2 separate regions of the Podarcis muralis genome follow, and region 2 is linked to region 1. A link is a contact called in public Hi-C data. All regions are on one chromosome and are shown on one strand. The core of a region is the stretch at or near the end of the contact, and the rest is flanking DNA. Distances in the headings are between cores, read along the strand shown. Region 1 holds the start of OS9 (OS9 endoplasmic reticulum lectin). Region 2 holds the start of ESYT1 (extended synaptotagmin 1).

Region 1 (2,527 bases), core at 11-2,510:
TGGCATACCTTGGCCACTTGAAGGGTGAGATACTGTTCCTCTAGATAGGAATGGAGAAAGCTGTGGCCTGACTGACACTGAAGGCTTCCAACTCCCATCATTCCCAGCGAGTATATCCAATAGTCAGGGATGATGGAACCTGTAGTCCAAGAATTTCTTGGAAGACCACAGTTTCTCTATCCTGGTCTCCCAAGGGAAGCTCACCTACCACCATAATTACATGTCTTTAGGCACCAGTCAAAAACATTCCTCTTTACCCAGGTGTTCATCCATTAAATAATCTATGGCCTGTTAAATGTGGGGGGATGTTACTATTGTTTTTTATTATTTTGCTGTGTACACTGTTTTATTATTCTGCATAAAAAATGTTATCTTTGGATCTTTGTCTTTGGATAAAGTGTGGCATATAAACTGAATACATAATAATAATTTAAAATAATATCTTGCTACTTTAATGGGACAGAGGACCCCTACCTGTTGTTTATTGCAGACAGATTTGTTTTATTTGTTCATACAATTAGTTACCTGGCTCTTCATTGCAAATAACCCCCAAAGCGAGGGTACAATACTTATAAAACGCAGCAAAAAACCACACAAAAATGAACCCATCAACAAACAATAAAGGCGGCATCAAACACACAAGAGATCCAACAGGACCTGGTCGGGGGCGGCTCTCATTGGGGGGGGGGGTCGCCCTGGGAAGCCTCTTGCTGCGAGCAGAGCCAGCGCAGCGCCTTGCGGCCCCTCAGAAGCCGGGCACGAGTTGATGAAGGGGCGAGAGCCGTGTGGCGGCGGCGGCGCCTGAGGAGGCGGCCTCGGGCCCGCGGAACCTTCTGCCACAGTAATGACGAGGACGACGACAACAAGGAGCGCAGGTCTTTCCCGAGGCGCCGCCAGACTCCTTTTGCCGCCTCTGCTGGACTCTCCGGCGCTTCCCTGCCCACCACCATCGCCTCAGCTCGGCCCAGCCAGCCATACCTGCCCGGCCATCACGGGCTCGGCGCCGATTTCAATGCCGTACTTCAGCTCGCTGAGCTCGTGGAGGTTGAGCGCGCCCAGCGCCTCGCTGCGCCCCAGCGCCAGAGCCCCGGCCAGGAGGAGGAGGAGCAGCCGAGGCACCCAGGACCCCGAGAGGCGTCGCGCCGGCGCCATCTTCCTCGCGCGGCTCCCTCCGGCTTTACTGGCGGCCGCCGCAGAGGCTACTTCCGCCCTTCCTCTACGGGAGGGGGCGGGTCCGATGACCATTATTGCGCGGGAGCCTTTCCATTGGCTGCCGGGGAGGGCGGGGGAGTGAAGCGTTCGTTGGAGAAACCTGGTAAAAGGGGATTGGGTCGCTCCCGTCAGCCAATCAGGAGAGCGAGCGCCCGTATCGGGCTGCGGCTAAACGAGGAAGAAGCGCGTCGCGGGACGCTCAGCTCGGCGCTCGGCCGACCTCGGCAGCCAATCAGAACAGCGAGCGCCTGCAGGACTAGAGGGACTGCTGCGCAATTCGTAAATACCGCTTGACGGCGCGCGCCAGCTGCCTGCAGATGCGTGGCTCCGTGTTTTGTTTTGTTTTTAAAATCTAGATAATTTAATCCAGATTATTTCGACACCCCTGTTACAGCTCTGTGGAAGCACGGTGATCTTGAATACTGTATAATGCATTTAAAGTATAATGGGGGGAATATTATTTTAGCATTTACTTTAGCTTTCCTGAATATTAGCACAAGAGCATAATGAAAACATGTCAAGGAGTAATTAATCCACATTCAGTGACCCTGGACAAGAGCTGTGGAAGGGATTCGGTGAGCCGATGCCCTACCTGAAGCTGGAGCACGCAGGCTGCATGACCCGTTTAATTCACTTGGAATGGCTGTTGTCTCCTGGGCCCCAGGATTTGTCCTTTTCTAAAATGCTGTTCTATTGTTGCTATTAATAATAACCTTCCTATTAATAATGTCTCATTAATTCAATTAATAGTTGTCATATTATTATTAATTAGATCTATATAACAGTCCACAAACATACATTCCTTGGGTGGGTTACAACATTGCAATATTAAATATTAAAAACAGAATCTATAATAAATCACTACAGGCAGAACTGAAACGACTACATTAATATGAATAGACCCATGAGAAAAGCCCTTTCTCCCCTTATGTGTCAGTAAAACCCCTTTGAATTTTGGGACTTAGTCTTATAGCAGTCGCAGAATCAGGCAAAAGCCATTCCACAGCTTTCAGTGATTCATAGGGTGCTTCCTGATGTGTGTTTATTGCAGGATCCTGGAGGTCTGTGCTTTATGAAAAATCATACACATTTCCTTTTAAACACTGACATTTTTGCCAGGATAGCTTTGCAGTTGTTAGGATAATTCTTGGCTTGGCCAAACTCCTTATCTCAGTTAATCTTGTCATCCACAGGTGTGTGAGGGAACCATTCTAGATGAGTGTGTCCTTTGGAGAGGCTTTGGTCTGGTGCCCTGGACCCAGGCAATAAGGTGTTCAGCTCCAAAGTGCTATTGGAGACAGTGTGTGGAAGAGGC
Region 2 (2,527 bases), core at 16-2,515, 230 kb before region 1:
CCTCTTATCCTTTTTTTTTAAAAAAAAAATATATTTATTAAATTTTCAAAAATTATACAAAAAGAAAAACAGTATTACAAACAAAAACACAAACAAAACAAGTATAATTTCATTCCCTTATTTTCTTATAACTTACTTTCCCGAACTCCTCAAACCTCCCCTTTCTGTATTCCAATCTCTAATTATTTAATTCAGCAAATCCCTCCCCTAATTTCTATTTAATTTTTAACCTTTCTTTTCTTAATTACATAATCATTACAGCTAGAAACCACTTAATTTCTAAACCAACATCGTTCTAACATTCAATAATTTTACAATATTTCTTAAGATAGTCCTTGAACTTCTTCCAATCTTCTTCCGCCGTCTCTCTTCCCTGGTCTCGGATTCTGCCGGTCATTTCTGCCAGCCCCATATAGTCTATAACCTTCATCTGCCATTCTTCCACGGTGGGTAGGTCGTCCTCTTATCCTGGGCCTCCATCCCAGTTGTGTTTTTCTTTTCTAGCAATCTGTGTGCTGCAGCCTCTCACTTTGGCTTTCCACTCACACAGCACTGATGACCACCTCATCCATCCTCCTTGCATCAAGGTTCTTGTTGGGGATGGGGAAAGCAGCATCAACCGGTTGCTGTCTCCACCAGGTCCTAGTACAGCGTGACTCTCTGGTGCTTTTCCTGACTAGCCTTCTCTGACACGTCCCTCTTTTTTTTGCAGGTGGCAGAGCAAATATCACTGGGGCATCTCCTATGGGGGCACCCGCCTGAGCTCGCTAAGCCGGCCCCAGCTGCGGACTTCCCCTCGTGTGGTCCTGAGCAGCAATGAGAAAGTGGCGCTGCAGGAAGCCCTGACCCCCCTGTATGGGCAGCAGCTGTGCTTTGCCTCCGGTGCCGGGTACAAGATGCTGTGTGTGGCGCTGGGGCTGGCCGACGCCTACGTCCTCTCGGAGGGCAGCACCTTTAAGTGGGACTCCTGCGGCCCCCACGCCATCCTGCTAGCCCTTGGCGGAGGCATGGTTGACCTTTCGGAGGCCTTGAAGTCCTGGCAGGCTGGGCAACGCAAGCCGCTACCGGAACTGACTTACAACAAGCCTGTGGAGGGCGCTCTGGGTGCTGAGCGCTGGGCCAACCAAGGAGGGCTTGTGGCCTACATCCACCGGGAGCATCTGGAGGCTGTAATGGCCACTCTGGCAGCTGCAGCAAACACCTTCTAAAGCTCCTCCTCTTCCTCCCTCCAGGGCATTTTCACCTCAGCACCCGGGGAGGAAGCCAGTCTCTGGGCAAAGGGCCCCAGCTTCCTCACCTACCAAGGGACCAGTCGGTTACTGACAAAGGCAACACACCTGGATCAGCTAAGGTTGTACCTTTGACTTCTGGCGTTTCTGTGCCCTGTTTCCGCCATGTTCCAGTGGGGAGGAGCAAAGAGATCACAAATCACTCATGCACCACAAACCATGGTTTTTATCTTAACTGTAGCCAGGAAATGTAACCTCCATGCATGCAGAGGGGGTCGTGGTGACCTTAAATTGTGCCCTTCTCCCCACCTGATCCTTGGTGCTTTGCTCCTTTTACATGAATAATACGTATTATGGGTAATGCAGTAGACATGCATTGGGACCATTATATAGCTTCCAATTTGGATTTTCTTTAGCCCTCTCTGCTTCTGGTATCTTGCACAGAGCACTGTGACCAGCACTGTTTTTAGCTGTCCACAGCACAGGCCTGTTTTCTGGGGTGCATCAACCACTCTCCTTGCTTGTGACATGTGATCTGGGTCATCTGCAGCTTGATCTGTGAGCAGCTAGTGGTTGGTTGGTTGGTCAGTCCTAGTCAAGCCATGTTATGAAGACAGTCTAGGTGGCCTTCAGCTCTGTGAGGAGCGTCTGCACCAATCCTGCTTCTGTGGTTTGTGGCATTTACTCTCTAACACGGAATCCGTGTTGAGGGAGGTTAGGCTGCATATCTGTAGCAAAGAGTTCCTCAGGATCATTTGTAAGGAGCCGTGGCAGCTGAAATAATCAATCAAAGTATGTGCTGTGATTCTGGGAATACCCTCCCAAAAATTGCTATTGTATCAAATTGCAGCTTATCCGGACTGAATCATCTTCATATGAGTTCAGTTTCATGCAGAATAACTGACCGTTCCCTGAGAGTCCCTAAATCCTACCTCCAGCCCCCTTGACAGGGATGGGGAACACGGCCCTTTGGATGTTGCTGGCCGGAGCTGGTGGGAGTTGAGAGCCCAGCAAGATCTGAAGGCCACAGGCAAGCCATGTCAGGAATGCAATTCTGGGTAGGGAGGGAAGAAGGCATGGTCGCAATTCACCCATTCACTGGCCTTGTCCTGTAGCCACCCATATTTCAGATGTTTCTAACACATTGCTTTAGAAACCAACCAACCAACAATTGCTCAGCTTTTAAAAAAATATTTGGAATCAGAATAAGAAAATTAAGGTTGACCAATTGTATACACATGAACACACAAACTTATATATGGTTTCTGTAATTTACTTTGAACACATCATGTGAGTGT

Evidence for each region. A called contact is a pair of places that touch in the nucleus more often than the background predicts.
Region 2: a contact with region 1 is called in a Hi-C map of tail, with 2.2 times the contacts expected there. The contact joins the promoter of ESYT1 here to the promoter of OS9 in region 1. A contact is called at or near these places in 2 of 3 Hi-C or Micro-C datasets (blood and tail).

What each region holds. Positions count from the first base shown.
Region 1 is chr2:5,166,096-5,168,622 of rPodMur119.hap1.1, reverse strand. It overlaps OS9 (OS9 endoplasmic reticulum lectin), which reads right to left and starts at 1,260. Exons shown (of 13, transcript XM_028721342.2): 1 at 979-1,260. The coding sequence starts at 1,245.
Region 2 is chr2:5,397,569-5,400,095 of rPodMur119.hap1.1, reverse strand. ESYT1 (extended synaptotagmin 1) reads left to right here and starts at 1,265. Exons shown (of 32, transcript XM_077923790.1): 1 at 1,265-1,351. It overlaps INPP1 (inositol polyphosphate-1-phosphatase), which reads left to right. Exons shown (of 6, transcript XM_077923792.1): 6 at 713-2,527. The coding sequence ends at 1,208.